Regions from separate parts of the Anser cygnoides genome. Here region 2 is linked to region 1. A link is a contact called in public Hi-C data. All regions are on one chromosome and are shown on one strand. The core of a region is the stretch at or near the end of the contact, and the rest is flanking DNA. Distances in the headings are between cores, read along the strand shown. Region 1 holds the start of LOC106048544 (phospholipid-transporting ATPase ID-like). Region 2 holds the start of TESK1 (testis associated actin remodelling kinase 1).

The links. A called contact is a pair of places that touch in the nucleus more often than the background predicts.
Region 2: a Hi-C map of liver shows a contact between it and region 1, with 6 times the contacts expected there. The contact joins the promoter of TESK1 here to the promoter of LOC106048544 in region 1. A contact is called at or near these places in 2 of 7 Hi-C or Micro-C datasets (both in liver).

What each region holds. Positions count from the first base shown.
Region 1 is chrZ:64,185,050-64,190,571 of Taihu_goose_T2T_genome, reverse strand. It overlaps LOC106048544 (phospholipid-transporting ATPase ID-like), which reads right to left and starts at 3,923. Exons shown (of 28, transcript XM_066987982.1): 1 at 3,801-3,923.
Region 2 is chrZ:64,388,009-64,393,593 of Taihu_goose_T2T_genome, reverse strand. It overlaps TESK1 (testis associated actin remodelling kinase 1), which reads right to left and starts at 4,167. Exons shown (of 10, transcript XM_066988089.1): 1 at 3,677-4,167. The coding sequence starts at 3,922.

The DNA of each region.
Region 1 (5,522 bases), core at 2,674-5,173:
AAAAAAAAAGCAGCACATATTAGCCTGCCCAGCCCTCTTGTAGCACAGCTTTACAGCTAGGGCTAACCAGAAAGGTTCCAGAGAATGACGATCTCTGGCAAACAGACAGAGTCAGAAGTAGTGTCTGGCCGCCAGCTGTACCTGGGAAACCTCTCTGTTATGTGGCAAAGTAGTGGGTAGGTTGTCTATATGTTGAGACTGCCAAAAATGTGTGTGATGTGAGGCAACCATGCCAGGGAGGCATGAAATTTAAATACACCGAGGTGTATATTGCTTCATTAATCAACATCTGGAATGGCACTCTAGCGTTGATCCCAATTATATATTAAATATTATTTCAAAAGTTTTATAAGTCTGAAATATTTACTCAATGCATCTGTTGCTCAGAACAGCTCCACAACAGACCCCAGTGTTCAAAGGCTGGAAAGCAGGCACACAAGAAAGATATTCTGCGTTGGATCTATGTGGTGTCTACTGACCCCTTTATAGTTGTGGTTGCTGCTGCTGCATTTCAAAATCCACAGGCTGCCTCCAGCATTTACCATTCATTAGTGGTGGAAAGATTTGAATGAGCAGTTTCTTGGAGGCTGGCTTCAGTCTGCAGCTCATCTTATAAGCGTCCTACAACTATGATCAGGTCTGTCCATTTTTGGTACATGTTTCTAGTCTTGTTTGTTACTGAAACAAGAAGGGGCCTCCCTAGAGCCTCTTACAAGCATCCGAAGGAAAAATACAAATACAAATACAAATACAAATACAAATACAAATACAAATACAAATACAAATACAAATACAAATACAAATACAAATACAAATACAAATACAAATACAAATGAAAATAAAATTAAGGAAGGCACTTAGGGAGAGTAGGGTAGAGTAGAGTAGAGTAGAGTAGAGTAGAGTAGAGTAGAGTAGAGTAGAAGAAAAGAGAAGAGAAGAGAAGAGAAGAGAAGAGAAGAGAAGAGAAGAGAAGAGAAGAGAAGAGAAGAGAAGAGAAGAGAAGAGAAGAGAAGAGAACAGAACAGAACAGAACAGAACAGAACAGAACAGAACAGAACAGAACAGAATAGTTCCATTGGAAGGGACCTAAAAAGGCCAAGTCCAACTGCCCAACCACTTCAGGGCTAACCAAAGGGAGCAGTGAAGGCAAGCTAGCAAAAGTAAGAGGATACAACTTAAGACGGTGTTAATCAGGGTAGCCATGGCTTACAGACTTGCAAATAAACATGAATCATCAATTTCTGTTTGGATGACAGCTCCTAGAAGTTACAACTACTCAGGAGGAGATGCACGCCTGTCTGGATGACTTGGTTATGGGAGAGCAGCCTTCAGGAGATGTGGGAAGTAGGAAGCACATCAGCCATCCCACCCCCGTGCGGAGCTGGAGCCTTTGGGAAGAAACACTCAGAGACAGAGAGTGCCTCCACGTCTACAAGGGCACTGCACCACTGACAGAAGGGTCTAGAAGAAAATAGCAGGGAGGGCAATCCTAATCAGGCTACAACACAGCAGTCTGTTGAAACAAACCATAAGTTAAGCAAAATAATTGTTCTCACTCCCCTCATGGCTGTATCCATATCTTTTGTACTGTTATAAAGCCACCAGTACAGATTTAAGATGGAAAAGTAAACTGAATCTTATTTGTCCAAGAAGTGAAATGGCCAGTGGAGAAAGTGTTGGCAACATTCCTTACAACAACAGCAGTATAAATTGCACAAAACAACAACTCTTATCAAAGGGCAGGGAAAAGAAAGTGACGGTCTCGATGTTTAACTAGTGGGTAATCCAGGTGGTCACTGAAACCACAACCTGTAGTAACTACAAGTCCCAGTAAACTCAGGATAATGAACAATGGAGCAGGTAGGAAGCAATGGATGAAAGCATAACGCTGAATTACCTACGGATGGGGGCAGGGCACAGAGGCCCCTGGGTTGTATCAGGGAAAGTGAAAAGGAGCCTTGTTCATCTACAGGCTGCAGTAATTGGCTTTGTCCATAGGGCATGTGCCCGGTCTTGACCTTGGATTCACTGTTGTGTTTCCCAGCCTTGGTGGAAGACTCTCACACTGCTGTTCTCCATACAAGGAAAAGCAAAGACCGTGATCTCCTTGCATTTCCTCCTAACAATGGTCCTGCTTGGGATACAGCTTTGGAAGCACTGGCAAACTACACAATTCAACTTTTGAGATGGAAAAATCATTTTCATATCTAAAAATATCACCATCATATCACCCTACACACATAGAATAATCTAGTCCTGCTCCTCCTGGAGCCAACGCTGAGCACATGCAAACATTAAGGGGTCCTAGGCTGGACCCACAAGTGTAAAGGATCAGACAGATCTCCAGATTAAGCACTGTTACACCAAGTGCATGGCAAGTGTGCCTCCAACAAGCACACAGCAGTCTCTCCAATGCAGTGATGGACCTTCCAATGATGCTGGAAGCAGATTTCCAGCCTGACTTGAAGTGAGTTACTCTCCCAGCAAAAATGCTCTACTTTGATATCAGCAAATTAGCGTGCTCCTTTCCTTTCAGTAACTTTTTTGCTTAAGCCTGGAATAGTGACTTTCAGTAACGCTAAAACATAGTAGGTTGTGAATATCCTAAGAATTAGAACCAAAGCTAAAGTGCAGCAAGTCACACATTTGACTAAAGAGAGAGCCGCAGAGAGCTTTTATCACTAAGAAAAACAAGGCATTCACTCAAAAGGAAGTAAACAGCTTCTCCTGTAACGTGAACCACAGGATATTTTGCTCTGATGGTTTGCAGCTGAGTAACAAAGATATAAAGAGTGCCTCTATCACTGATAGTATGGCCTTAACCTTTCCTTTTAATACTATTTTTGAAATAAAATATAATTTGCAGAGATATACATAAAGGTTAGTGCAGAAAGTTAATTTTAGCGTATAAAAAGTCCTCTCCCTTGTGAACTCATTTAGCAAATCTCATGCAGGCTTCTGTTGGACTTTTGCTTGTGTCAGGATACCCAAATTGTCATGTGTAGAGTGTCTTACTGCTGGGCTAAAAGTCAAACTAGTATTAAATACGAGGGAAAGGCAGAAGATATCCTATGTCAGATAAGACAGGATTCTGGGGGAGAAGTGGCCATTTTTCTCTGTAGTGCAGAAGAAACTTTGGATGTGTTTCATCTAACCAGTTCTTCACATTCATAGTCTTTGGGTGTCCACCAGTTGGCCTTCTAGGCTTACACCCTCCAGTTTTAAAGTCAGGAGACCATTTATCACTTACTGTACAACAGGCCAGCAAACAACACTCATTAATTGACTCATCTCCCACTCTGAGCTAGAGCACATCTTCTCTGGAGCCAGTTACAATGCAAAACCTCTCCTGATGGAGGTAAGATGTTCCCATTTTTCATGTCTTCGCTGTTAAACTAGAATGCAGTTGCCATCAGCAACGACAACACTGAGAACATTTTAGGTGTAGGCACACAGAGGAGAAGAGGTCTGGATCTCCCTTCAGGGAGGCAGAAGAGGGGCCTAGATCCAAAGCCAGCAAAATGAACATGTGCTTTCCCACCGCCATTGGAAAACTTTTTTAAAGCCTCGCTTCTGTGGTCCAAACTCCCTCTACTTCTGTTTGTCACTCACACAGTAAAGCTGGCACTGCATAAAGAAAACTTAGGCACACGACCTGTTCTTCTCCAGACCCAGCATTTACAGGTGCAGAAAAATCCAGTATGCAAAAGAAGAAAAAAACAAACACACAGCAAAAACGCCTGAAATCCAGACACCTATTCAAGGCTTTACTTCTCTTCCAGAAGAAGAAATTGGCCTACCTGGCTGTTCTCTGTCGTCTTTTCTATCTGAAGCTGTTTGCCAAGACAAGCAGAAGGATTGTTTTCAGCACCACACAAAAAGCTGCGGCTTCTTTTAAAAACCCTAGAGGATTATTCAGCAGAGCATGCCAGGCTTCTCCCCAGCGGAGCTGCGAAGCTCGCTAGGGAGCACCACGCTTTCCAGGATCTGGAGGTAAACCCGCGCAGGGACAGGCTGAATGTGATCCAGGAGCTGCAGGATGTCTCAGTGTGCTTCGTGTACTCAGTAATGGCTGCAAGAGAAAAGGCAAAGTTCCCAAAGCCGTGGGTGGAACATGGCACTGCGTTGCACTGAGTAAATAAAAAGCGATTGATCCTTGGACTTGGGTATGACATCAGGTATTAAAAAAGGTTTATACCATAGGCAGGACTCTATATTTCATCTGAGAGTAATGCGACCTTAAAACCCTGCTTGTGCTCATTGCTGCAGCCAAAGCAGTAGCCAGAGACGCAAACAAGACATTGTGCTCAACTTTGTGCAGCCAGCAGACTTATTTTCTTTTCACAGGTTGAGTATTTCAAACATAAAACATGTTTTTTCTCAAAGACTAGACATTTCACTACCTCCCATACAGACTTACAAAATGTATGCAACTTCAGTGGCATAATCAAGTATTTGAGGGGTTTATAGCCCTGAGTATGACAGGATCCTGATGCAGGCTTCTGGCTGCCATGCTTATGCTAACAAAGCACAGAGGTTCAACTTCTGACACACAATTATTTACTTCAGTGCCCTATTTATTCTTTAAAAAAAAAAAAAAAGCAACAAAAATAATTCTGAAGTAGAGAAGAGACAGAGCTAGTCTAAAAAAATCACTTAAGCACAAATGGGGTAGTATGTAATATGAACACTTAAGATTTAAAAAAAAAAAAATCTAAGTGACATTTATCAAACCATACCAGCATTGCAGATTTTCCTGCAATTTCCTGCAATACAAACCCCCATTGCTAACTCACAAGCTTTGATTTGCTCCTGTGGGCTGTTTTTCCACCTACTTTTAGGGCTGATGACATCTTCTGTCTGAAAAATTCAGAATTAGTGTCAGGTTTAAATACATTAAAAAATACATATATATTTAATGTTGACGTACCTTGCAACATGCTAAATTATTAACATAGAAGGCTTTTTAAAAGGTACTTCACATCTCCTTAACCATCTTGTCTGTTTGGTTGGGATTTTTTTGTATGTGGTTTGTTCCCAGCTAATGAAGAGACTTGTCCGTACCACTACTCTTTGTAGCTTTTTTCAAATTAAATTCTTTGGTTTTCAGTGCAGCAGATAGGATTACAAACATGGCAGTGAAAGCTTACTGCTTTATTTAACGTTCTCCCAGCAGATAATGGGCCGTGGTTATGACTAATAGGTTCATGCAAGCATTGAAAGAAGGAAGGACAGCAAACTGAGCAAACAGTGAAATGAGGCTCAAATCCATCCTCGCACCTGTGACAGATTCTGGGCAAGTCACTTGTTACTGCTTTAACTTCTGTTTTCTTATTCATAAAAGGGAATAATAATTCTTTACTTCCTCAAGAGATCAAGTAGGAGGCATCGAGGACTACGAGGCATTTAGAAACACATTGATGACATCTCAGTGCGTGAGAAGTGTTAATCCTCTCAGAGGTAAAAAGAGCATAAGTTATCTCAAAGTCCTGGTAAGAACAGTTTTAAAAAAGGGACTCTTC
Region 2 (5,585 bases), core at 2,918-5,417, 200 kb before region 1:
CGGTGCCTGGCACATCCCGGCGGCAGCGCTGCCCTCCCACGTGGCACGGGGCTGGGGGGACCGGCTGGGTTGCTACGGCTTGGCACCAGTGCCGGCACCCTGCTCGGCCCCACGGGGCTCCAAGGCACGGGGGTGCCACATGGCTGCGATGGGGATGCCTGGTGGCACGCTCCGTGGCACTCCTCGGTGGCCGTGCGCCGTGGGAAGGGCCGGGTGCAGGCCAGCAGCAGCGGGGAGCATCCCCTGGGGGGTGCTGGCTCGCTCCACGTGGCCGGGTTGTGCCCACGGCCCCCAGCTCCTTGCTAATAAACCTCCTGCCACTGCAACAACCGAGGTCAGGCCCTGGTGGTGTCTAATGTAATCCTGGAGGATCCTGGGGGAGGGAAGCTCTGGGGACCCCCCTCTGCCGTGGGACCTCTCCCAGGGACTCCAGGGAGTCCACCAGCCCTGCCGCTCTGCGCCCAGGGGCAGGAGGGTCCCGGCACAGCCCCATCCATGAGGCCACGGGGCCACCCAGCACCCTGAGCACACTCACAAGCTGTCCTGACGTCTGTCCTGCCCGCTGCACGGCCGGAGGACAACCCCTGGTCACACAGGGGAAGGGGTGACGGTCCCCTGGTGAGGCAGGTGGCTTCCCACATGCACTGGCCCCTTCACCCATCGCCACCAGGGGCTGGCACCACCCCAGCACCTCGGATGCCCTCCGGAAGCAGTGGCAGCCCCTAGACGCAGCAAGCCACGACCCCAGGCGACGCAGGCCCACGCTGAGGGGTTTTCCATTCCCTTCCCGACCCTCCCGAATGCCAGCATCAAAGGGAGTGGGCAGCAGAGCCCCCCCCGGGCAGCACGGGTCCCCCCTCGCCTCTCCACGCTCTGGCCTTGCGCCCAGGAATCCCAGCACATTCCCCGGAGCTGAGCTCAGCCGGGCGCCGGGGGAGGCAGCAGCCCTCTGTCCCCCACTCGGGAGCCAACCCTCGCCCCCTGTTAAAGCCCCCCAGCACCTTGCAGAGCCCCCACATCGTGCGCCCGACGGGGGTCACCCCACCCGACCCGCATCCCCATCCCCATCCCATCTGCTGCCATGGCTGGGGGGAAGGGACGGGGCTGGCTGCGGCCCCAGCCTGGGCACAAGGGATCCGGGCTCTTTTAACAGCGGAAATTAGAGTCTTATTTAAAGAGCATGCTAATCAGAGCGAGCAGACGGCCTGGGCCCTCCCCGCAGCTGGCGCTGCTGTCTAGACGCAGGGCGAAGCCCCTGGGGGGGCTCGGTACCCACTGCCCCCAGCTCAGCGCTCCTCCCCGCGTCCCAGCCCAGCACAGTCCCACAGGGGCACTATCCTGCACCCCTGCTCCCCAGGGAGCTGTGTGGGATGGTGCCGAGGGCAGAAGGAGCGCACACACACACACACACACACACACACACACGATGCTGCGGGCAACCCCAGGGCAGCTGTGCCTGAGTTCGCAGGGATCCCAGCAGCGCAACAGGTCTTTCACCGGGCGGGACTGGAAAAGCTGCTCATCACGCGGGAAAGGAGGATCGTTCAAGGAAAAACAAACGGCTGCTCCTGGGCTGGCCTTTGTGAATTTGCTTCCTCCCCGCCTGCCCCGGTTTCCCCATCGGTGCCGCCTGTGCCATGCCGCTCCACCCTGCTTTGTGAAACAAGGCAAGGTCCGCCGACGAAGGGCACCAGATAAGAGCGAGCGTGTCATTAGCTGCGCCGGTGGTTCGGGAGTAAACAGCAAATCTCAAAGGTTGGCTGGGAACGCCGGCGGAGACGGGCAGGCGGGCGCCGTGCCGCAGCCCTCGTGCGAGGTCGAGGCACGGCACAGGGCTGCGTCCCGCAGCCAGCGCCTGGCGATGTCCAGGCACAGCCCTGGGGGGGTGAAGCCCGGATGCTGCCCGCAGCCCCCACGCCTGCTGTGGACGGCACGTGGAGAAGCGAGCACGGGATCCGGGGATGAGATGCAACGGTGGTTTAAGGGCTGGAGAAAATGTCTGGCACAAACACGCCGGGCTCAATCTGCTCTGTCTATCGGAGAGGTGGAGAGGCGGCTCGCTGCAACGTCCGCGCACCCGAGAGAACGGGTGGGCCTGGTGCCTCCAAAATCACACGGGGAAGGCGAAGGGAACCGGCACATGGGGATAGAAAACAGGCCCAGCTTCGGCCTGTCAGGGAGCAGTCCCTGGGGACAAGGGCAGCTTTCCATCACCGGTGCTCCCGCCTGCCCTGTGCGGCCTCTCCGAGAGATGTGCTCGGGCCCTGGCTGCACCGGGGGTGATCCCGGGAACGCCGTTAGACAGCCGTGCCTGCGCCCGCTGCCAGCAGTGTGCCAGGGCACGGGGACTGAGGTTCAGGTCCCCTCCTCGTCCCCCCTCACTCACCCACCCACCCACCACGGCTGGAATGAGGCAGGACGCCGTGGCCGCTCAGAGGAGGGAGCCTCGAGCACCCACGGCCATGGAAAGCGCTGCGGGAACAAGGGAGGTGGGAGGAAAAGGGGCCCCGCGCTGCCCTGCCAAGCTGCATCCTCCTCGCGAGCCTCGCCAGCCCCAAACCCCAAGCTCGGAGGCCAGGCCTGCCCCACCGTCCTGCTGAGATCTTGGCCCCAACCCACCGCGCAGCACAAAGCTCCATCTGGCCTCCTCTTGCCCCTGACCGCTCCGGCCCCCAGCCCCTCGGTGGGCACGGCACCAGCAGGGCAAGCGGTGCTGGAGCACGAGGAGCACACCGCAGCTCCCGGGGGGGGACAAGGGGAGCGGGAACGGCAAGCAAGGAGACACCGTGGCCTGGCAGAGACAGGGCAGCATCCATTATTAAAGAGCCGTATCCACGCCTGGCATTATTAAATGCCTCCCCCCCCCTGCTCCCAGGTGCCGCCACGCGCTCCCAGCCAGGGATCGATAGCAGGAGCCCGGCCAGCAGGGAGGCCACGGCCTCGTGGAAGGAGGGGTCCTCCCTGTGCCCCGACCCTGCATCCCCTCTCCCCGGGGGCTGTTTCTCCCCCAGGCGGGATCTCAGCGATGGCAGCGGGCTCCCGGCTGGGCAGAGCAGCTCTCGAAGCCGCTGGAAGCGTGAGGGCGGCACTCGCCCTGCGTTCTGCAGCGACGCCGAGGACAAAAACAACACGTGCACGCACCGCCCCTCGGCAGGGTGGTGACAGCGGGTGGGTGACGCCGCCGGGACCCCAACCCCGGGCACGGCCACACGCAGAGCATCCCCGCTCCGGCAGCCCTCGCCCACCCACCCCGAGCATCGGAGGGCACGGAGGGAGCCGCGGGGTGACACCGGGGGGGGGCAGCTCTGCAGCACCACCCCGCTCTCCCCACCCCGCTCACTCTCTGTGGGCTGCCCGTAAACCCCACCAGGGTCACCCCGGAGCGGCTGCACCTCCTGCCACCGGCACGCCCGGACCCCACAGCGGGCTCCAGGGGCTGTCACCCCCCCGGGGGCTGTGTGCTCCCCCCCCCCCCCGGTAACCCCGTAGGGGATCAGATCCGCCGCTCCCCTTCTCCCTCCGACGGAGCAACAACAGCACCGGTGGCCGCGGGGCTCCCCGAGCATCCCCACGGACCCCCCCCAAACCCCCACCACGGTGGTACCGAGGACCCCCGGAGCCCTTCCCGCAGATCCCCATGGGGGGGAGGGAGGGGGCGGGGGGCGGCTGCGCCCACCTTGAAGACCTCGGAGAAGAATCCGGCCCCGATCTTCTCGCAGTAGAAATCGTCGATGCGCGCCAGGGTGGAGACGGCGCTGCGCAGCGCCCGGTACGAGGAGGGCCGCAGCCTCCCGCAGCCCGGCCACGGCCCCGCCGCCTCCCCCTCGCCTTCCTCGGCTCGTTCCCCCCTCGGTGCCAGCCCGGGCCTCCGCGGCAGCTTCTCCCACTCCATTTCGGCCCCGCCGAGCACCCCCAGCGCCATTCACGTCCCCCCGGGGCACGGCGCTGGGGGGGCTCCGCCGCCTCCTCCACCGCCTCTTCTTCCTCCTCCTCCTCCGCCGCCGCCCGGCCCGGCTCGGCCCGGCCCGGTTCGGCCCGGCACGGCTCGGCCCGGCGCTGAAAGCGGCGGGGGCGAGGTGCCGGCGGGGTGCGCGGTGCTCATGGCCCGGCGGCGGAGCCCCGACCCCCGCCGCGGCCCGGCGCTGCGCCTCCGCCGCCCCGAGCGCAGGCACCGGCGGGGCGGAGACGGGGCGGGTTCAGCCCCTTAACTCCTTGCCGGCCGCCGCCAGGGGCCCCGCTGCCTTCTGGCAGCCCGATGGGCTCGGGGGGAGGCGCTGGGTGCCGGGGTCTCGGCCCTCCCTGCGCGCACAGCCCTGCCCGGCAGCGGGGAGCGCAGCCGAAACGCCCCGTGCCCCCCCGCACCCCGCTGCTTTTCTCCCTTTCCTGGGCTCCCCGATGTCTCCCCGTTTTCCTCCTCCTTGCTGCTCCTTTTTTCCCTGCTCCGTAGGTGCTTTGCACGGTCCTTCATGCAGCCGGGCTGCCCGTGCTCTGTTCCAGGCGCCCTGCACCCGGCTGCCTGCCCCAGCCCCTCCTGGGCTCTGCTCCGCTGCTGCCGTCCCTGCTGGGAGCGCGGCCCCATGGGGTGTCCCCCAGCATGGTGTTTTTGGCCGGTGCTTGGCTCCAGGTACAGCAAACGCAAGGTTTTATTCCTTATCCCAGGAGGGGAGGACAACCTAGGGCAGGGGAGCCGAGCTTCTGATTTCTTTGCAGTGGGAGCAGCTCCTCGGTGGAGGAGGGAGCTGCTCGGAGGAGCAAAGCCAGCCAGGCCTCCCCATCCCTGCCCTTCCCTCCAGCACATGTGAGCAGCAGCCCCAGCAGGGCCAAGGCAGAGATGGGGAGGCCTGGAGAGGCATCTTACAGAGAGAAGCTCACAGGACCGCAGCCTGTTCCGGGCTCCTGCTGCTTACAAGTGGCTGAGTTCACATCCAATTAAGCTGTAACGAATAAATGAAAGCCCCGGAGACAGCCCTGACTGTGGAAATTGTTGCTGCAGGATTTATGGTCCCTTCTCTCATCAGTGCTGGTAACTCTGCTGTGCCATTTCCACCCCGATCTGTTCCTGCCTGGCACAGCGGTGGTGAGCCCCCGTCCCCAGGGCCACCAGCCCTCCCGTGGTGCCATCAGGTGCCCTCCAGTGCAAAGCCTGGCTGGGCTGAGCCTGCTGCAAAGCCCAAATTAAGCCCCTCAAGCCCCGGCTAGAAGAGCAGGAGAGGCTCACTGGCCGTGCTTTAGCTCCCCTGTGGAGCTGCAGGGGAGAGGAGCGGGGCTGGGGGACTCTGTCCTCTTTGCCCTTCTCGGGGAGAAGGCTCAGGGCTCAGCAAACGCCTCCCCCCTGCCCTGCGTGCTGGGGCTGCTGTGGGGAGAGGTCCTGGGAGGCTGTGGCAGCACAGGAGGCTTTTCCAGCCTGGAGGTGCAGACCCAGGGTGCGCAGGACAGGGGAGCATCGCCCGATTCAAACAGCTCCCTGGGTGCTTCCTCCCAGCCGGTGAGCACAACCTCGCGGTCCCAGGTGTCCTCTCCTCCTCCTGTGCCCTCTGCCCACACTCTGCACATCGCCCAGCGGATCTCCCAACCTGCTGCTTCCC